Linked DNA regions of Anas platyrhynchos: region 2 is linked to region 1. Evidence: chromatin contacts called from public Hi-C data. All regions are on one chromosome and are shown on one strand. Each heading gives the region's core, a stretch centred on a gene start, on an enhancer-like site or on the middle of the called end of the contact. The rest is flanking DNA. Distances are from core to core; before and after follow the strand shown. Region 1 holds the start of PLCL1 (phospholipase C like 1 (inactive)). Region 2 overlaps LOC106017813 (a long non-coding RNA gene).

The links. Hi-C and Micro-C count contacts between places; a contact is called where the count stands out from the background.
Region 2: a Hi-C map of liver shows a contact between it and region 1, with 2.1 times the contacts expected there. The contact joins the enhancer-like site here to the promoter of PLCL1 in region 1. A contact is called at or near these places in 3 of 8 Hi-C or Micro-C datasets (liver, skeletal muscle and subcutaneous adipose tissue).

What each region holds. Positions count from the first base shown.
Region 1 is chr7:38,670,058-38,673,751 of IASCAAS_PekinDuck_T2T, forward strand. PLCL1 (phospholipase C like 1 (inactive)) reads left to right here and starts at 1,588. Exons shown (of 6, transcript XM_027461756.3): 1 at 1,588-2,050. The coding sequence starts at 1,799. BOLL (boule homolog, RNA binding protein) reads right to left here and starts at 1,512. Exons shown (of 14, transcript XM_072040606.1): 1 at 1,434-1,512; 2 at 705-967.
Region 2 is chr7:38,875,939-38,879,366 of IASCAAS_PekinDuck_T2T, forward strand. LOC106017813 (a long non-coding RNA gene) reads left to right here. Exons shown (of 4, transcript XR_011810507.1): 1 at 1-3,428. Among named protein-coding and RNA genes, the nearest start is that of PLCL1, 210 kb to the left of the region's middle. Within about 2 kb of position 1,348, at least 1 of the 8 cell types and tissues checked has an H3K27ac peak or open chromatin away from gene starts, as enhancers often do.

The DNA.
Region 1 (3,694 bases), core at 338-2,837:
CTCAGCACCAAGCAATCTCTTTGTTGTTATTTACTTCCTATACACAGGCTTTTAGGGTACAGCTTCCTTTTATTAACTTTTTATTTTATTTTTATTTTTTAAACAAGATATTGAAAAGCATCAAAACCAGTTGCTCTTTCCTCTCAAATTCCTGGTTCTTCGTATTTGGGAACAGCAATAGATACAGACATGTTAAAGGCATCCAGAGCTGTGCAGTCAGAAATATAGCACTAAAAATAGTTAATGTTTTATTATCTTCTGGAGAGAAGTTTTACTGAACCCCCTGTTAGCTGTACAACCTCTGCATCCTGGGGACAAAACAGATACAATTTGTCTGTGTTCCCCATAGGTTTGATGTTTATGAAACTTACAAACTTCAGGATGCTTGCAGACCCTTTTCCATTAGAGATGTCAGATATCAAAGGTTATCGTTTAAGGTGACAATGACATGACTTTGAACTTCTGATCTCAGAAGACAAGCGCATTTTTTCATTCTTTCTGCAGACATATCTGGAGAAGACAGATAAATCTCTAATTTGAAATGTTAAGAAATACCCTCGAAAGGATGAAGTTGGCTGCAGCTATGACAGCACTTGGCTGTTTCCAAATAATTAATCTGGTGATTAAACTTCAAATGCGTGCACAAAATGCATGAAAAAGCTGTGTTAATAATTCTTCCTGATAGCACACTGCATTGTAATTACCTTTTCCGTCATCTTTAAGTTAGTTTCCTTAGGTTAGTTTGTGTGACTGTACGGAGCTACACAACCACAAGCTTTTGTTAATGTTTTTCCCCCCCCTGTAAGGCGCTTGGGTAACAAACCGAGTGCACCGCAACCGAGTCTTCCACTCCCGTACTACTTTGTTCTCTCCTGTATTTAACGATCAGCATTTCTTCAGTGTATTTTTTTATTTTCTTCCAGGGTTACGCATTCTGTGGCCTTTCCCGATGGAAAACAAAACAAAGCTGAAGGGCATGAGAGAAAAAAAAAGTCAGGTGGGGTTTCCACCTGCCCCATTTAGCATTTCCTCGCCTTGAGTGTGGCAAATGCCGCAGCAGCCTTGTCAGAAACTCTCTTCTTTTTCACCGCGGAGTTACCAGCATGACCCAGAGCCTGTGTAAGAGCCACCAGAGCTCAGGAGCTGCCTCACGCCCCCCTGCCCGACCCCCTGGGGCAGCCCCGCGGCAGGTGCAGCCTCCCCCCCGCCCTCCCGGCGGCGCTCGGGGCCCGGCCGGCCGCCAGGGGCCGCTGCGGGCTCGGCGTGAGGCGGGCGCTACGCGGCGGAGGCTCGGCGGCTGCTGAGGGGGCTCCCCCTGGCGCCCCCCTCCCGCCCGGCCCCTCAGCGCGCGCTGCCCGCGCCGCCTTCCCGCGCCGCGCGCTGCAGCGAGCGCCCCGCAAGCGCCCCGCGGGCACGGCCGGCGCAGCGCTCACCTGCCCCGCGGCCGCTCTCCCCCGCGCGCCCGGCCCGCGGGCACGCCCCCTCGCCACGCCCATTGGCCGCGGCGGCGCCCCCGGGGCGGGTTGCGCGGCGCTGAGTGGCCGGGCGCGCCGTCCGTCATCGCCGCCTGTCACAACACGCCCGGGCTCCTGTCAGAGCGGCGCGGGGCCGCCGCCGCCGCCGCGCTCCCTGCAGCCCCGCTCCCGCCGCCGGCCCCGGGGCCGCCCTCGGGGATGGCCCCGCAGCGGGCAGGAGCCGCTCGCTGAGGGCAGCGCCGCCGGCCGCGCAGCCCGAGTCCCCCAGCCCAGCCCCGTCCCGTCCAGCCCCGTCCCGCCCCGTGCCGTGCCCCGGCGGAGCGATGGCAGAAGCCGCGGGCGGCCGGGAGCAGCCGGCGCCCCCCGACGCCGCTCCCCGCGCCGACGAGGAGCCCGAGGCGGCCCCTCACGAGGCGGCGGCGGGCAGGAGGCGGGAGCGCCGCAGCGGGGTGCCGGCCGTCGGGGCCGCCGAGCGCTTCCCCGGCGGCAGCCCGGGGCCGGCGGCAGCCCCGGAGCCCGACGCCGGCCTCCTGGAGGCGGCCCGGGCCGCCCCGCGGCGCAGCAGCATCATCAAGGTAAGGGCGGGACGCGGGCCCCGACGGCGGCCCCGGGGGTGCCCGGCCCGGCCGCGGCCGCCTCAGCGCAGGCGGGAGGGCTCCGGGCGCCTTTGTCTCCCTGACGGGCTGTGGGGAGGCGGCCCCCGGCCGAGCGCTGCCGGGGCCGTGCGGGGCTCCCTTTGCCGGGCGGTGCCGCCTCGCTGCGGGGCTGCCCGCAGCCGGCGGCTGGTGAAGGTGGCAAAGCCCCGGGCTCAGCCCCGGTTCCGTGCCTGAGGCAAAGAGCGCGGGCTGGGCGCTGCGAACTTGGAACAGCCGTGCCGAGGGGTGGATAAACAAAACGCCTGCTTTTTGCTTTTTTTCTTTTTTTTTTTCTTCTTCATTTTAACGCTTTGACAATTAGAGGAGAGCCGGGTAGTTAAGTGTGAGGGTCCTCGGGAAGTTCCACCTCGCAGCATTAAGCATCGAGCCCAACAAAGCGTCGAAGAGTGGCTTTTGGTCTCTAGAAGCATCCAGTGAAGGCGATGGGAACGCTTCCAGTCTGAAGTTCCCCAAACACACAGATGCTTTGCTAAATCAGGACCAAAGTTCTGGAAGTGTTGTGGGGCAGAAACCCAGTTCCCTCCTGGAACTGTGTGAAGGTTTTGGGAGTTGGAAATGCGCAGTCTTGGATGCAAATGCAGGCACGCGTTGCTTCTGCAGACGACACTGGCTCTACGAACTGTCAGGAATGGCAGATACACTTTAATGGTTGTTAAATGTGTGGCATTTTCACTATAGGTTGACATTTAGAAATATTATTGAGGATAGAGATGTATCTTCCAGCTGGAGAAAATTTCTTGAGATGCATCCTGGGATGGTGTTAATTGACAGAGATATTTCTGACAGATGAGAAAGTATTAATGTTAAGTAAGGAACTGGTAAGGCTGCATGTGAAATACTGGGTAAAATCTGTTTCATGTGTTTAGAAATGATGCATTCAGACTGAAACAGGTGGTAAGAGGGATAACTAGCATGGGTTTCTAAGGTCAAGGGATTGAATGCTATGTGAGCATGGCTTGCTTAGCCTGGTGAAATAATAGCAAAGGGGGATGCGGCTGATCTTGAGCGTTATGTTACAGGGCGACAATGCAGTTTATAGGAAGCGTTAGAACAAAAGATGCCTGTATGTAAATCTGGTCTGGAAACTAGAAAACTATTGCAGACCATCGCTGTACGGTCTGAATGGTCATGAGACCATCACTGAGTGGTCTCATATTAGAAATACTAAGAACAAAAGTGAGCATATCTCATCTAAACAGTAATTGTTAAGGTGATGAATTAAATAAGATGGCGTGGTTGAGTTTGAAAGCAGGCATCTGAACCTGAGCATTTGCAGGCTGTGTGTCTCTAAGGCATTATGCTGTTGGGACTCCACATAAAGCATGGTTTGTTTTTCCACAAGGTTGTCTCAGTGGTATATGTTTTGAAGCACAGTTTTCCTTTGTCATTATACCAGTAACTAACTTGGAAAATACTCTTATTTCAGAAGAATCGAATGATTTATTTGTCTGCATCTTTGGGGAATTTCAGGTGCCCTAGAAAATATTCATCAGGTGCAGAGTGCAAATGGAATTAACGTTTAGGAAGTAAAGCGTATTTCATTTTTTCAGTTTTCGGCTGAAG
Region 2 (3,428 bases), core at 98-2,597, 210 kb after region 1:
CATGTCCAACAAGACCCTGCCAACTGGAGTAATGCTGATTCATGGGGACTGAGGCTCTGGGGACACCTACCCACAGGGCCTCAGGCATCTAGGAGACCCACTGACCTGTGGGGACCCCTTTTTATAGAAAAACTTGATACTGCAAAGGAATAAGGTATAATAGTAAATATTAAGTTGAACAATGTTTCTTTGTGCTACAAACAGTATATGTTTAAATTAACTCATCGCACTCAGTAACAAGTTTTGCCAGCAAATAGGCAAAACCTTCTGTGTGAAATAGTTCACTTCTAATAGCTCAGGATCTGTCAGACTTTTACCAGATGAATAGTTATTAAATTGAGGATATGTGCACTGCACTATTTAATATATAATGAAACTCTTTTAATAAATATATGAGCTGAGATTAAGGCTGCTAATTTAATCACTGACAGCAGAGTCTCTGTGTATGGAAAATAACCCTTTAGCATTGAAACGTTCATTTCTGCTATTTTTTCCATGTGGTTATTATACTTGCAAAGATCCAAAAAAGGCCATTTTCCTGGAGGCAGAAAGAAAACTAAAAAAGCTTTAGAGGCAGCTGGGCAGGGAGCCGTGGGTCTGACTTTGCTGACAGAAAAAGTGATTTGGAGGGGAGCATAGTCCGGCGTTTTATTGAGAAAGTCCTCAGGTAGAAAACTGCTGATTAGTTTTACCCTAGCAGTGTCTCAGCTGAGTCTGACCACCTTATTTCCCAGCTCCCAGTGCCAGTTTCAGGTGCCTGGGGGAGAAGTGTGGTTCCTTGCTGGGACATGGATGACTCTGCCATGGTGTTGCTGGCTGGTTCTCCACCCCCAGCACAATGATGGATTCTTAAAATTACTACTGATTTCTCAACTACTGATTTCTCAGGAACAGCGTGTATGTTTTTGTATAAGGGCTGCATCTGCTGAATGTTAAATAGATTTTGTGTGTACCGGTGTCAGGAGACAGAAAGAATAAATAGTCCCTAAGCAGACAGAAAGGCTATATTTAGGTCTAGGCTGAGTATGCCCTCTGCCTGCCAAAAGAAAAAAAAAAAAAGCCTCTTCATTTCCTGCTGGTCCTTTATATATAATTTTTTCTTCATTGTGTTTTAAAACTTTCAAATGTGGATCCAGTCTAGTGTTGGGAAGCTGCACAGTCCTGCCTCTGTGACAGCCCCAGAAGCATACGGAGTTACTTCTGGGCTCCAGCCACAGCCCTGCCCTGCCTGGCCACCAGGTCACTGAGCCTGATCTGATCTGTGGGCTGACATCCTGACCCAGCCTCAGCCTATTTCCACCCCCAAAATCTTGCCTCTGGTTGCCCTCACCAAGCCTAAACGTAACTCCCACTCACGGGGAGTTACTCAGTGGGAGTCCCAGCCAGGCCTTCCCTACACCATCCCTATTCCCATCCCCAGGGAACTGGGGCTGCCTCCTGGCTTCCCTGCTTTCTGGCTGGGGTGGTGGGGTGGGCTGTGGCTGTGAGACCCAGCCCCAAGGGTGACCCCGCTGCTCCTGGCCTTCGCAGTGCCCTGATGCACGTGGTGTCCAGTCTTCCAGACAACACCCTGTCATGCTTTCAGCTATTATGAAAAATTAATCCACAGAAGTCTTAGGTTAAATGGACCATGAAGGGCTTCCATGATTCCTCCTTTATGATTTTTCATGGAGAGTACAAGACTCCCTTTTAAAGAGGCTTTGTGTCTTCGGATTTTGCAAAGCATGGGGAGCGTGCCTGTGTTGCAGAGGAGAACAGAAGTACTTGAGCTAGTGTTGAATGCAGTGCTTCGGATATCACAGAGCAGTCCAGCCATGGAACTCAGCATGAGCTAACTTTACCCTACTTCTCCGCACTGTAGACATACTCTGGTTTAGAGGTTTGACAAATGGTCTGTAGGTTTGAAACAGCTTCAGGAACAGACTGGCATTAATCCCAGGTTGAAATAGGAAACAAAGAGTGCCAAGAGACATTGAAAAAGGAACAAGAGTTTCTTGTAACAAGTACTCAGAGGACTTTAGCCCTTGAAGAGGAGATTCAGAGCTCCTGATGTGAGCAGACTTTCATATACTGCTTTCCAGTTTTAAAATTGTACAACTGTCTTTTGTTCCAGCCACTTCAGAAGTTGCTAAAAATCTGCCAGTTATAGGAAGCCTCTTTCCCTCCCCTTTTGTCAAGAATGACTCTTGTAAGTAACTCTGAGCCTGTGCATACTGCTCTGCTCTATCAGGAATAGAGCTCTGCAGCTTATCATGAAATGGAGAAACACAGCGTACACCTTCATGAGGAAAACAGTTGAGGAGATAGGATATCGGATATCAACTCTTATTTTCTACTAGAGGTGATTATTTTTTTTTGTTTTTTTCTTTTTTCCTCTAGAACAGCCTGTATTCTGGGTTTGAAGCTATGACAGGGGAGATTCAGGCTGGATATCAGGAAAATGTTCTTCACCAAGAGGGTGGTCAGGCACTGGAGCAGGCGCCCCAGGGAAGTACTCATGGTACCAAGTCTGGTGGAGTTCAAGAAGCCTTTGGATAATGCTCTCAGACATGTGGTCTTATTTATTTGGTGGTCCTTTGGGGACCCAGGAGTTGGACTAGATGATCCTTGTGGGTCTCTTCCAACTTGGGATATTCTATGATTCTATGGTTCCCCTTTTATATATTGCTTCCTTCCATGTGTAGACTATGAGTAAATGTGAGCAGAGAACCACAAACTCCGTAAGACCAGAGTATTTTGGAGCATGCTGCAGCATGAAAATTGGGTTGGTAAGGTCCCATCTAATGCCCAGTACAAAGTCATGCTTCGTGACCTACAGTTTCGGGAATGACAGCTCTGTTTTAATTCCTTCAGTACATGTTTATGACTCACTGGGTCATCTGTGTTTTGAATGTAGCAGATTCTGTTGCGTGGGTACATATGCATGTGGTGTATATGTAAGAGAGAAAAAGCTAAGGTTGAATATCTGACTACGAGTACTTCTCATTTCTGTAAACTAGGGGTGGCTATGGTAGCCTAACCTGAAGCTAAAAATGCAGTAAATACTGGATGGTGGGATTAGGAGCTTTCTACACAACCCATTGTAGAAATAGTGAGGAGTTTTTGCACAATCAAATGGTTGTGACTAGTATGGAGCAGAATGCTAGTCTTCTAGCCGAATTGCAAATTTGAAACTGGCTATGAATGACCAAGGGAATGATAAAACTTTCTTTAACTAGACAGGTAAAAACATGCAAATCCTTTATCTTTGTCTCCAGTAAAAATGCTCCTCTGGTTCAATTATCACTTAAATGAGTATAAATCAGGAATAGCTCATGTAAATCTTACATCTGTGCTGCACCTTCTGGTAAGTCTCATGGGCTTGACAGTGATGTGATCTAATTTAAAGTGTCATTGAGGATTTATTCAGAATGAGTTTTAAAAGTGTA